Linked DNA regions of Mus musculus: region 1 is linked to region 2. The links are chromatin contacts, called in public promoter capture Hi-C maps. All regions are on one chromosome and are shown on one strand. Each heading gives the region's core, a stretch centred on a gene start, on an enhancer-like site or on the middle of the called end of the contact. The rest is flanking DNA. Distances are from core to core; before and after follow the strand shown. Region 1 overlaps Gsto2 (glutathione S-transferase omega 2). Region 2 overlaps Stn1 (STN1, CST complex subunit).

Region 1 (7,384 bases), core at 1,054-3,553, 360 kb before region 2:
GCACTGACTGGGAGCCTGATGCCTAGGAGACACTGCTCAAGACAGAAGTGAATAGGACCTTGGGAGGGAAGTGCAAGGTGACCTTCCAAGTTCTATGAAAGGCACACCCAAAAAGGTGGGGGTGGCTCAGTTGTTAGAAGACCTGCCTAGCATGCGTGAAGGGGTTTGATCCCCAACACCACATTAACTGGGTGTGATAGTACATACCCCCCAAAGACTGAAACCCAGTGCTGCTGGGTCCAGCACACCCTTGTGTGGCCCTCACCATCATGTCACAGGGAACAGTCTCCCGCATTCCACTGCAGGCTTCGGTGACCTCACTACATCAAAGAATCCACACCCTGTCTGATTTCCCAGCTGAGAAATCCAAGAACCACTGATACCCAGGGTTGTTAGGGAAGGCCTTGGAGAAACTTGGAGGTGAGTGGGCAGCCACACTACAGCAGCCCCTGCTGTGATCCAGCCCCGTTCTGCTCACACAGATGTGAACTCCAGTGAGTCCAGATCAATCCCGAAGTGGACTTGACGGGGGGGGGGGCCCGTGGGGGTATACGGCAGAGAAGAGTCCAAGCAGATCCGGAAGAAAGTATGTGTTTGTATATACTGAGACATCATGCAAGGTTAAGATGGAGAAGGGTCTGGGAGGCCAAACTGTGGACATCTTGAATGCTAATCTAAAGTAAAACCTGACTTCATGCGGTGAGCAGTGGTGAAGCGTCGACATTTTAGTTACCTGGTTCAGCTACAGCTGTAGAGCAATGGATTGTGTGTTCAGTGCGGTGGGAGGGGAGAGAGGAGAGTGGCCAGCCTCCGACGCAAGGCTGGCCACAGCTGTGCCCAACTGTCAGTGACTGTCCAGGCTCTCTGAGGCTGTGATTCAGAAGTTGTCCCAGTCTAGTTTCCATCCCCTGGGAGAGCTTAGAGTCTGTTTGGTTTGGCCAGGAGTGAGCCCCAGGCAGAGCCAAGAACCACTCCCAGGGGGAAATATGTGCCTGAAGCTGCCTGGTCCCCCTTTCTCTGCACCCTGCTTTGCCCTGCCCAGAGAGGGAAATTTTTAGACTCAACTTTTCCCAGTGCCTTCTAAAGATAGCTGTTCTTTTAGCTAGTGTTTACACAGACACACATGCACGCATACTCACATGCACACACAACAGTACCATGATGAATGTTTTAAGCTGACAAGTCAAGCAGCATACAAGCTTTCATGCTAACCCTTGAGTCCATGCCCCAGAAACCAATCACTCACATTGTCTCTTGTGTCTCCTCCCAACTCTCTCTGATTTGTGCCTAGTACATGTGATGTGTTAACATAGCGGCAGCTCGCATCTGAACACAGCGTACTGGGTCAAAACAGTTCCACGCATAAGATGTTTATTGGGAGGGGGAAGGTGGCAGCAGAAAGAGAAGGGGGAAAGAGAGAGAGAGAGAGGGAGGGACGTACCCCTTATATACATGGAAAATGACATAATGCAGGTAGAGGTGGGAGGTGAACCAAGTGGATTCTAGGAATATGGTGCCTGTTGTGTTGGTAACAGGTCTGCAGGATCCACCTATGTGATGTCACAGGTTTCAGAGGTCCCAATGCCAACAGCCTGTATGAACGCCTTCCTTCAACTCCCACACACATGACAGACAGCACGCCAGTCTAACTTTCCTGGACATCCTGTTGGACACTGGTCTGTTCCTTAGTCTTTTAAATGGCTGCTCACTGCCTCACTCTTCTCCCTTGTACCTCTGGGCACAGCTGGTTTGCTTCTGCACAGTATGAGGCTTTGCTTGGGGGGGTGGGGGGATAGCATGTGCCAGCCCTCTGATGTCCCTCTGTAGCTCCACAATGAGAACAGAGAGTTAAAACTGTCAACAAATTATCTTCCAGCAAAATGGAACCACATAAACCTCAGAGGTGTTTAAACACAGTCCGTTCCTCCATGGGACAAAGGTCTTAGAAGTACAAAGTGGGGCGTTACAAGACGGGTTGGAAGGGGAATCGGGAGGACTTAAGTCCTGCCTGTTTCTTTACAGCACATAGTTGTACTTTTGGTTTCTCTTGGACCGGTTTTATTTAAAATAGAAACAGAAAGTAAAGACCCACCTCTTGCCTCCCCTTTCTAGCCACCCTTGACTGAATTCACATCTGATTAGGGATGCATCCTCCCAGCCTGGTGACTTACGTACTTCTGGAGGGTGGGCTGAAAACGAGTTCTCAGGAGAGAAATGTTTAGACAGAGCCCCTAAAAGACTGACTGTGTCCTGGCGTCTCTTCCAAATGGCATAAATAATGCTGACTGGAGCTTCCGGAAGGCAGTCTAAAGAGGATGCAGGTCAGTCCTAATGGGAGATGAGGAAGCAGCCGTTACAGACCCACATTCCAGGAATCAGGGCCAAGCCAGACCACAGCAGATGCCCTAAGAACCAGGCTTTCCAGAGTCCACAGCTTCACCCAGCCAAGGGTCTAAGAAGAGCTGTCCTTGTTTCCTTGGGTGCTTTGTGACCTGGACAGACAGGATGCTTGGGAACCACAGGCATTCAGACCCACACAACCGTTAAGTGTTGAGGTGCCCTGAGTACTTAATGGCACAAAAAGACTCTGGGAAGAGCAGGCCCTTGCTGCCACTTCATACACCGTCCAAGTGTAGAGGCCCACACGTGAGGCTGTTCTCTGGACACCCAGCCATATTCCCGCTGAGCCCATGGCCATTGGAACTAGTAGCTGGGGTTGTTCCAGTCCCAGCTGTGGCTCATCCTAGCACAACAAGTCTCAGCCTTACTCTAAGTGTGGGGTTTGCCTGTTACCTCCGCCATGAAATGGGGATAGAGATGCCCCTGGGACATGTGAAGTGCTTCACTTAGGGCCCAAAGAATGGCCTCAAAGCCAGCACCCATCATACCTCTCACCCACATGAGCTCCTCCTCATGGCTGAATCCCCACTTCTGAATGCCCCCCACATGGAGTCTGCCTTCCCTGCAGGCCCCCCTCAGCACAGTTAGTATCGGCAGGAACTGTTTCATTAATATCTCCCCGGGAGCCAGACATGTGTTAGCGCCTTGGAAACATTTATGGGTCTTCCCTGGGGGAGTCTGGGATGCTGCCCCAGTTTTTTGAGACCATGAGACAGTGTGCTTTGACCCTCTCACACTTCTGCTCTCCCTGGCTCTTAAGATCTGGAAAACAACCATGGCAGAACCCCTCCAGCTCCGGGGACAGGGTTTCCTCTTAGACAACAAGGGAGAAGAGCTGTAACAGTTGTCTCATGAGATTGCCCTTGGGCTGGGTCCGGTGTGCCCACCTATCGAGTTACCAACCCCATCCTGGTCTCACGGGTGTGCATTCAGCAAGCACACTGGTTGGCAGTCACTACTGTCTGTATGCCCTGTCTACCCGAGAGGTTCTAGGAAAGCCAAGTCTAAGTAAGGGATGATTCTTGCTTGAGAGCTTGGGAAGGCAGAACTGGTGATGAGCTCTAAGACATCTGGACAAATCACGGGACTCAAAGCCTCAGCTTGTCCATCTGTAGGATGGGGGCAATTCTTATTCATCGTGCAAGGTTCTGAAGAATAAGTATTGTAGATGAAGTCCCTAGCATGCCTTAAGCACTCAGTGAACAACTTCATTGTTCCTCTCCCATGGTGAGAAGCTAGCTTTAGGTGAAGACTTCCTATAGAGCTTCCTAGGTGAATCCCAGTGACCTCCTCCCTTGGCTTCAGGCCAAGTGTCCCCTTCTATCACTGTGCCTGGGACCTCTAGGGACACCCACCCGCTCCCCCATGTTGCCTTCAGACCATCAGCAACAGAGTCTTGGGAGAACATGAGACTGCCTATTTTTCACATTATTGCATTTTTTTTTTTAGTTGTGAGTATGGGGTGCACATGCGCACATGGAGGTCAAAGGTCAGACCTGTGCACATGTGGCTACATGGAGGTCAGAGGGCACGTAAGGCGGCTTCTTCTATTGTTCTCCACCTTTAAAAGAATTGTCATAGAGGCAGAGGGAGGAGGGATGGGATGGGGAGGTTTGCAGAGGGGAAACCGGGAAGGGGGACAACATTTGAAATGTAAATAAATAAAATAACCAATAAAAAATTATCTTCATATCTATGGGTGCTTCACCTGCATGTATGTCTGTATTCTGCATGAGGGCAGTGTCCCGAAGGCCAGAACAACGAACTAGATCAACTGGGACTGGGGTTACAGGTGGTTGTGAGCTGCCATGTGGGTGCCGGGAATCGAACCCAGGTCCTTCGAAAGAGCAGCTACTGCTCTTAACCTCTGAGCATCCCTCCAGGTTCTATTTTTTGAGACCAAGTCTCCTGTTGCTCTGGAAGCACACCAATCTAGCTAGACTAGCTTGGACAGCGAGTTCCTGGATGCCTCCTGTCCCTGCCTCCACTGTACTGGGATCACAGGTATGTGCCCACCATGTCCAGCATTGTACATAAATGCCAGGCATCTAACCTCAGGTCCTTAAACTGTGTGGCAAACACGTGACTGAGCAGCCACCCCGGCCATCATTCATGTTTAACATTTATATTTTCCTCCCCAACCCCCATAAGAACTCTTCATGAAATATTATTGATTTGTTTCATATTCTTCAGGCTCAGTCCTCGTTTCGGCCAGAGATTGGTGACTCCACCTTGCTGCGTGAGTTAGGAAGGTGACATCACGAACCAGAGGAGAGGCGGGGAAGATGGATCAGTGGTTAAGAGCATTTGCTCTCTTGCAGGGGACCTGGGTGTGCACCTACATGGGGGAAATCAGCCGTGTGACTCCAGTCCCAGAGGACCTGTGCCATCTTCTGACTTCCTCCTTGGGCACCGGGCACACATGTGACGCACATGCATACACAGAGCAACACACTTATACACACATTAAAAAAAAAAAAAACTTTAAAAAAAAAGAAAATATAACAGCAAAGAGGAGCAGGAAGTAACAAGAGCAAAGCAGTGAAGGGAGCCAGGACCCTGGTGGCCTGCAGAAGTCACACACACCCAAAGGGCATCCGGACCCCAGACAAGGCTGTGGGTCATCAGCCTGTGACCTTGCCCTTGGTTATTATTCTCTCCAGCCTATGTTTCCAGGTTCTTCAAGCTTTGTAAATTACTGTGAAGCCTCAAGAAAGCAACTCTCTAACCCAGAGAGATACCACTTCTGTACCAACAGTTTGGCCACAGGCTGGAGCCTCTCTAGACACCTGCAGAGTTAATCAGACCCAGCAGCCCTGGTAGAGACCACAGGAACAATTCCCTCCTTCCGAGCTCAGATCCCAGCAAGCAGTGGTTCACGGACTCTACAGTAGCTCGGGTGCCACAGCAACGGGGCACCACATCCGGAACAGATGGTTCCACAGACTGCCTGTCACATGCCTGTCTTTTCTGGCAGGCCTGGTCACCTTGCCAAATAGGCCTGCCTCTGTCCAACCGGCATGGCGTAGCACCTGGTAACTACTTATGTGGTGGAAAAGGAAGCCTGTGACCAACAGCTGGCAGAGCCAGCTGAAATGTAGGGAGTAGGGAGGGTTGGTCTGGGTTAAGTCCAAAGCAGGGGCACGTTGAAGTCGGAACTTCACACTCGCTGTTGCCTGGCCTCTGGGCATGGCTGGGGATACTGAAATGCTGGAAGAATCTTAAGAGACAACAACACAAAACAACCACAGGCAGATGAGGATACACTAGCTAAAAACAGCATGGGACAATCCTTCTGTAGAGGAAGTGGTGGCAGCAGCCTTCTGCTGAAGTCACCTGCTGGCAGACCAGCCACCTCAGGCAAACCGATGTCTTCTCCATCTTAGGTGGTGTGGTGCTGCCTGGCCAAGTTGATAGAGGGCTACAGAAAAGCCAAGTCAGACCACCACTGCAGGGCAAGGTCCAGTACACTGGGCTAACCCCCAGACCAAGCTGGTGCAAAGATGGGAGATCTCCACGGGCAAGGTTCGAGTCTCCATCAGTTATCCTCCAGTGGTCCAGGATTGATGGACCCACCAAGCAACCAGAAGCATCTGTTGGAACCAACTGCGTATGTGACACGTATCCAGCGGTGACCTTTGCCTGTGAGTGGGATCAGGGGGGAGGGTGTTTTGGAGACAGGATGCTGGTTAATAAAATATGTTGTGAGACATCCTGAGCCCCAGCAACACTAGTGAGATCCTGACGTAGTTAGTCCAGGGTGATAAATGGGTGTTTCATTTCCTGCTTTGGAATTCTTTCCAGTCACAAGACCCTGGGTGTCTCCCAGGCTCATGGCCAAAGTTTGAACAGGAATGACACACACGCCTCCCCATGGGGGCAGCGGCGCTTCTTTGCTAAAAGACCATATTTCATCATAGAGTATGTGTGGTTGGATTCTTTCTTTCTTTTTTTTCTTTTTTCCTTTCCTTCCTTCTTTCTTCATCTCCTCCTCTCCCTCCTCCTCCCTCTCCTCTTCCCCCTCCCCCCTCTCCATCTTCTCAAGTTTTCTTCTCACCAGAGAAACTTTTGATGAGTTCCAACCTACAGTGACAAACGTCTGTCAATCAGGCCCGTCGTACCAGCGCTGTGGCCAGTAGTCTGGAAATCAAACTAGCCAGAGGCCAGGCAGCCAGGGGTCACACTACCTCCCAAAATGCCCTTCTGCTTCTGTGCTGGGCACTTTCTAGAGAATCATTAGAGGCTACAGGCTTCAGGAGTCAGACCCGTGATAATTAGACTATATTTTACACATCCATATTTATTAGGGACCTCAAAAAAAAAGAACAAATACACGGAACCCCAAGATGACCCGTGATGCAGACATCAGAATGACCGAGAGTCCCGGGCAATGCCTGGATTATCGTATGATTGGGTTACACAGCCCAAAATCAAAGGCACAAGGGTTGTTTTGGAAATAGAGATTCAAGAAGCCCAGGAAGACGCTCTTATCAGTGTGCAGAGCACACACTGCAGGGTCCTGCTTCATGGAGGCTATCCAGAGCCGCAGCATCGGGGTGTGATTCACGCAGCTGCAAGACAGGAAAGGGACAGGGTGGGGACGAGGACAGTTATCACTCTGTAGATGAGAAAGAAACAAAACTATGGATTTCTTTGGGAAATATGGTAAGCTTGGTTATTATCCGGTAAGCCTGATCTTTGCTGAGGAAAAGGGCTTACTTGGAACCGGGTGTCCAACTGTTGACACTGTCACAGTGGCTTCTGTGAAAGTGACAGGGCACCTGTGAACTGAGGCAGGGGGATCCAGCATCTTGATTTCATGGCTAACAGACTAACTGTCTGACAACCTCTCTAGCCAACAGTCTTAGACCATTTGCAGATTTTTACTTTTAAGGCTTTGAAAAAAAGAGTGGCTTCCCAAAACATTTTAAAAATAAATTTAAAGCAAGCATGAACCCTTGAAAGCCAGGCTTTTACAACATGG
Region 2 (6,651 bases), core at 461-2,960:
GTCTGGAAGCTGAAAAGGGGCCATCTTAGTGGAGAGTCAGCCCTAAACCTGTGAAATTTTGCCTGACTGGGTACTGCTTGGCTTGCCTTGTAAAACACCATCTCCATACACCTGACCTTTGGGTTTCACCGGTAGAAATGTGAAGTATGTAGTATTTAGTTGTGTGGTTTATTGTTTTGCTTGTTCACTGTCTTATGCCTTTAAAGCTTTGCAGGATACCTTCCCTGAAGATAGGATTTCTCTAGGTAGCCCTAGCTGACCACCATGCAGATATACTCACCATGTAGACCAGCCTGGATCTGAATGGTTTTTGATCTTGTTTCTTGAGATGGATCTCTTTAGAAGTACTATTTTTAATTATTTTATTTTGTTTTTATGCAGAGAGGAGTTTTGCCTGCATGTATGGCTGCACATCATAAGCGTGCAGTACCCTCAGAGGCCAGAAGAGGGCGTGGGATTCCCCTGGAACTGGAGCTACTGTGTGGGTGCTAGGAATTGAACTCAGGTCCCCGGCTAGTGCTCTTGCCATCTCTCCAGCCCTTAAAAGTACTATTTAAGGAAAGAAAACAGAAATATCTTCCTGGGGTTGTGGATGTTCATCAACAGTAGCTTAAAATCTGAGTCAAATTTGCCAATGACCTTGGCTCTTTTTTTTTTTTTTAATTTTACTTTATTTTTATTTAATGTGTATGGATTTTAAAAATTAATTAATTTTTTGCAAAGATAAAACTTTATTTTTTTAAATTGAATATTATTTTCTTTATTTATATTTTAAATGTTATTCCCTTTCCTGGCTGCCCCCACACATAAACCCCCAAGACCCCCTATCCCATCCCCCTCTCCCCTGCTTCTATGAGGGTGCTCCCCAATCACCAACTCCCACCTCCCTGCCCTGGCATTCTCCTACAGTGGGGCATCAAGCCTTCACAGGACCAAGGGCCTCTCTTCCCATTGATTCCTGACAAGGCCATCCTCTGCTACATATGTGGCTGGAGCTGTGGGTCCCTCCATGTGTGCTCTTTGATTGGTGGTTTAGTCCCTGGGAGCTCTGGTTGGTTGATATTGTTGTTCTTCCTATGGGGTTGCAGACCCCTTCAGCTCCTTCAGTCCTTTCTCTAGCTCCTCCACTGGGGGACCCTGAGCTCGGTCCAATGGTTGACTTTGAGCATCCGCCTCTGTATTTGTCAGGCCCTGGCAGAGCCTCTCAGGAGACAGCCATATCAGGCTCCTGTCAGCAAGCACTTCTTGGCATCCACAATAGTGTCTGGGTTTGGTGACTATTATGGGATGGATTCCCAGGTGGGGCAGTCAGTCTCTGGATGGCCTTTCCTTCAGTCTCTGCTCCACACTTTGTCTCCTCCCATGAGTATTTTCTTCCCCCTTCTAAGAAGGACCAAAGCATCCACACTTTGGTTTTCCTTCTTGAGCTTCATGTGGCCTGTGAATTGCATCTTGGGTAGCCCAGCTTTTGGGCCAATATCCACTTATCAGCAAGTGCACCTTGGCTCTTTACACCCTTTACAGGGTGGCTTCCTTTTCTTAAGCCCAGATACCCAGGATATCCTAGGCTGTAGTGGGCTCTGTGGGAAAGGCTGGCCCATGGGCTTGCTGTTAGCCTGTCTGTTGGATCATTACTTCCTCCATGGACAGAGCTGCACCCTTGGGCTCCAGAAGAGCAGCTCGCTGTGGTAGAAGGAAGTGGTTCTCTTTTGCAGTGTTGTAAGCCATCGTCTCGAGGCCTGGCTTCTTACCCTGTGGTTTGTGTCTTAATATGCCCGGAGACGTTTCTTCTGTGTTTTTAAAGCGGTGCATTTCTTCCTCAGCCAGTTTCCTCAGAGTTTACCCCCCATCCCCACCCCACTGGCCCCCCAATTCAAACCATCTGCTGCTTGTTTGTTTCTGTAGTTCTCTATTGTCCTGTGATGTTTTCAAGATTGACTTCTGCTGAGTCCTTTGGGACTGGAAGGATTTTCTTGCAGCCTCAAGTGACTGCTCTTGAAAGTGGGCCATTGTTAATTCCCAAGACACACATTCGTGAGGTCCATGTTTAATCCTTTTCAAGGAGGTATAGTGCGTTGTCAAGTGAGAATGTGTTCAGATGTGGTTTGTCGGACGAAGATCGGTGACTCAGGGACACTGGCTTATGTGTTAGTTCAGTCTTCTTTCTGCCGTTGGGACAGATTTGTTTAGCCAGCCCCTCGCCCCATCTTCAGGGTCATAACGTTTCAGCTGTTGACTGTAGATCCTTGTCATACCCAGTCAGCCTGTGTGTTGGTGAATAGGAGCAGCTGTCATTCAGGGGTAACACTGTGTCCTGGGCTCCCTCCTTCAGGGGACCTTGCCATCATCAGCTTCTGGCCTCCTAGGTTGCCCTAACGATAGTTCTCCCATCTACCAGCTCCTCCTTAGAAGTCCACCTGCCCACAAGAGAGGGACCAGCTCAGACTGAAGTTCACTGCGCTTTTCTCTGCAAGCCACACCCACTCTCCTATATCCCTCTGTGAGAACCGTCCATCAATCCATCAGCAGTGGTCAGTGTGAAAATTCAGGCCGCAGTCTCCTAATGGATTGAAATTCAGAGGTCTGGCCAGCTGCGCTGATTAAAAAAAAAGAAAAGAAAAAAAAAAGTGTGGACAAATGCCTGAAGTAATCATGGCTTCTTAGTTTACAATCCATATTTATTTACAAAGGAAAAGGCCATTTTGAAAATATAACGATGGGGCTAGAGAGATGGCTTAGTATTCGAGTGCTGTTCGTTCAGAGGACCCAAATTTGGTTCCCAGTGCCCAGTTGGGTAACTGATAACCCACTGCCTCTAAGTTCATCTCCGTGGAATGTAACACCGTCTTCTCATCCACATCCATACAAATAAGCAATAATATTAAAAAAAAATAATGTATTGCCCTCAAAGTAGAAAAGTAAAATAAATAAAAAAATGAAAGTATATATATATATATATCCTTCGCATCTGAAGATAAAGACTGCAGGTGCGGCAGGGGGCTGAAGGCGGAGAGACTACTACTTGGGAACCTGTGTGTGATCTAAGTTGATGGCAGAAGCTGACGCAGGAGCCTCACTGGGATATGGACTCTGGGTGAGAAGCTCTGAGGCAGGCAGCCAGGAAGTCCTGGGAATGAAAGTGGAATTAGGAGCTGATGGCTTCTAAAAAATCACAACTGTTTTCACATATGAAAAAGAAAAATCTCTGTGTGCCAGTGGCAGCCCCCCCCCCCCCTCGGATTTCCCCACTGGCAGAAACTTGCCTCCGGCATCCATGTAGCCTGGGCTTTGCAAACAGGGTTTTAAAAAGTGCTTGAGCAGCAGTCAGCTGGCCCCAGTGGGCAGTGTGTGTATCTTTTTGTTGTTTTGTTTTGTTTTGTTTTTTTTGTTTTTCGAGACAGGGTTTCTTTGTGTAGCCCTGGCTGTCCTGGAACTCACTTTGTAGACAGGGCTGGCCTCGAACTCAGAAATCCGCCTGCCTCTGCCTCCTGATCTGCTGAGATTAAAGGCGTGCGTCATCACGCCCAGCACAGTGTGTGTATCTTTTCCTCACTGGTTCATACAAATGATGACTTAGGAAAGTTGTGGTTTTAGAAAGTCATGGAGCTGGAGAGAGGGCTCACGATCAAGAGCATTTGCTCTTGCAGGGAACCCTGCTTCAATTCCCAGTACCCATATGGTGGCTCACAGTATCCATACCCCAGTTTCGGGAGACCCAGCAGGCATGCATATGGTGCACATATATTCGTGCATACGGGCAAAACATTCATATTTGTAAAGTACAATAAATCAATCTAAAAAAAAAACTTAAAAAAAAAAGAAAAGCCATAGCTTCCCGTGCAGTCAACCGGGTTCGGTGATTTGCTCACATCAAGTGATGGCTGTGTTCAGCCCTGCGGGCCGTGTTCACAGAGCACAGTCCTATTCACAGTGGAATGGGAAGCTAACCAACCTTCGAGAGTAACCCTGCTCTTCCCTGCTGTGCTAGTTCAGGCCTCTCAAGAGCCTGCTTTTCTGATTTCTGCTCCTTAAAAGGACCACTTACCTTCTTGGAGCCTGCCACTTGCCAAGGACTGACTCTTTTTTGTTTTGTTTTCGAGACCGGGTTCCTCTATGTAGCTCTGGCTGTCTTGGAACTCATTCTGTAGACCGAGCTGGCCTCAAACTCAGAAATCTACCTGCCTCTGCCTCCCGAGTGCTGGGATTAAAGGCGTGCGCCACCACTGCCCAGCATAGGACTGACTCTTAAGGCTGGATTTTGAGCACACAGCTCACCAGTGACTTGTGACACCTTATGCCCGAGAGACATTTAATGCAAGCAAATGTGGTTGTGTCGTATGATCTCCTTCTTCTTGATTTTTAGGTACATATTTTTACAACGGGCATCCAATAAGGCGGGTAGATATCATGGGAGCTGTCATCAGCGTGAAAGAAAGAGAGACTTTCTACAGCTACGGAGGTAAGAGCGATCCTCTGAAACTGTTTGTCCCCACTCAGATGCAAGTTGAGTTTTCAGCAGCCCTCATGCTTGTGAGCATCCAGGGCCACACACACACACACACACACACACACAAAACAAAAAAACAAAAAAACAAGCGCTCTCTTGAGAGGCTGGCGGAGTCCTGTGTCTTCTCGAAGCAAAGGAGGCCACAGGTAAGAATGACACGGATGGGTGCGGTGAGGCACTGCTGGGGGGGGGGTGGAGAGGGGGATGGGGGGGGAGCCGTGGAAGAATTGAAATGCAGCCGTGTAGGGTCACCGATGGTCAGGGGAGACACCTGACACCTGCCACACAGCCGTGCAGAGCCAAGGACTGGAGTGAGTGGTTACGGCGATCCCTTTGAAAAGAGGCCCCGTAAACGTAAAAATAGAGGTATTTAGATAACAATCGTTTTAAAAGATTTATATCCAGAGCAGTTAGGGGAGAGGAAAAAAAAAAAAAAACAGTTTGTTACTTAAGGTGTAAATATCCGTTATCAGACTTGCCTGTCTCTCGTGTTGAAAACTAAGCACAGAGCCTCCGTATCTTAGACACTAGACAATTGCTGGAATGGGCTTTAGTATGGTGTGTCTTGCTTTTTCCAGTGTGTGGTCATGTGCCTGTGAGTCCAGGTGCACAAGGAGGCAAGAAGAGGGTGTCAGGTCCCCTGGAGTTAGAGTTCTAAGCGGCTGTGAGCCACCCAGTGTGACGCTGAGCAGTCTCTCCGACGCTAATGCAAGCAACTTGGTTTGTCACATCGCCACACGAGTGGAGCAGCTCCAAGACTGTGGGGGAGAAACCGGGATAGACGTTGGCGGGGAGGGGGTTACCACTGAACTGCTGACCTTTACTCTGACTGACACCATCACGTGTGTGGCATTGTCTGCAGTGTGCTTTCTTGCTGTGTGTGGGGAAAGGTAGGAGTTGACCTTTATGTCCACGAACATTTGGTTGACACTGTCAGGATCACTGCATCTCTACCTCGACCTATTTCCTGAAGGTGATTGTCCCTGTGCTTATAAAGAACATGCTGGAGATGAGATCTCTCCCTCTGCGTGTTCTCTCTCTCTCTCTCTCTCTCCTCTATGTGTGTGTGTATTTAAAATCTTGCCCTGGCTCTTTGCTTTATCTTACCAAAGACGTTGGTCTTGGTTTTCTCCGTCTCAGCAAGCATGCCCCGCGCTCCTTCAGCATGCCCAGCTGTGGGCAAGCGCGTTGGGTGTAGTACAATACGGAATACGCTACTACTCTCCGTGCCCCGGTGGTGACATAATCGTGGCTTTCAGTTACAAGGCACTTTTTACATTTATCACTCCACGTGATTCTCCCCATTTTGTTTAGAAATAGTTATGGCAATACTACTAGTAGAAAATGGGCAACTATTTCCATTTTGCAGGTGAGGAAACTGGGACTCACTCAGCTTTCTCAGGGTGGTGTTGAGAGAGGCATATGAGTCCGTTTGACTGCTAGCTGGCCCCAGCGTGCGCTGCTGTCGGCAGAGAGCTCAAAATAGCTTTTGTCTCTCGCATCGCATCCCCTACTTTCTCCAGGCTCCCAACCCCAGTCATCTGGAGTTAATGTTTTCAGATCAAATAAGAGACAGTTGGGGATTCCAGTTCTGGCCCTAGAATTGGATCTGCTCTGCCTCGTGACAGAAATGGGCTTCGTGTAGCTCGCTTTCCCACTGTGGAAACATTTAAGATGGAGTGCTTGGCTCTTCCCTAAGAAGACTTCCCTCCAAGTGGGTTGTCGTGAGAGCATGACACATCTGTGGGCGGCAGGAAGGCAGCCGTGTGGAAGCAGTTAAGAGCAGAAAGGCGTCCTGCCCTTCAGTGCTCGTGTGGCCAGCTGAAGCAGGGAGCCACTTACCTCCCGCTGTCTGCAGGCCCAGCACAGCTCTCCCTGAGTCACTGCAGGTGTCGACTGTGTGTTTCCGCCCACACTGACTCCTAGTGTCACGCTAGGGAAGGATGTGGCGTGGCTTTCTAATGGGTCTCCTCGGTCACTCAGCGGCAGGCCTTAGGACCTGCTACACCGTCTGCCAGGAGAGGCAGAGAAGTCAGCGTCTGGTGGCAGTGTCCATAGCACACAGAGCCCAGGTGGCAGCTTGGGTTCTCGTGATCCTAAAGATGCTGGGTTAGACCAGGACAACCTCATGTCCCCTAGAACAA

The links. Promoter capture Hi-C pulls out the DNA fragments that hold promoters and counts their contacts.
Region 1: a contact with region 2 is called in a promoter capture Hi-C map of embryonic stem cells, with 2.0 times the contacts expected there. The contact joins two enhancer-like sites. A contact is called at or near these places in 6 of 39 promoter capture datasets (the C10 cell line, the HPC-7 cell line, embryonic stem cells and 2 more), 1 of 15 datasets of contacts at CTCF or cohesin (the NIH/3T3 cell line), 1 of 484 Hi-C or Micro-C datasets (B cells), 2 of 115 datasets of contacts at active chromatin or transcription factors (large pre-B cells and pancreatic cancer cells) and 1 of 9 other capture datasets (liver).

What each region holds. Positions count from the first base shown.
Region 1 is chr19:47,885,605-47,892,988 of GRCm38.p6, reverse strand. Gsto2 (glutathione S-transferase omega 2) reads right to left here. Exons shown (of 9, transcript NM_026619.2): 9 at 6,684-6,971. The coding sequence ends at 6,800. Among named protein-coding and RNA genes, the nearest start is that of Gsto2, 24 kb to the right of the region's middle. Within about 2 kb of position 2,303, at least 87 of the 459 cell types and tissues checked have an H3K27ac peak or open chromatin away from gene starts, as enhancers often do.
Region 2 is chr19:47,526,445-47,533,095 of GRCm38.p6, reverse strand. It overlaps Stn1 (STN1, CST complex subunit), which reads left to right. Exons shown (of 10, transcript NM_175360.3): 3 at 4,364-4,459. Among named protein-coding and RNA genes, the nearest start is that of Stn1, 7.3 kb to the left of the region's middle. Within about 2 kb of position 1,710, at least 92 of the 459 cell types and tissues checked have an H3K27ac peak or open chromatin away from gene starts, as enhancers often do.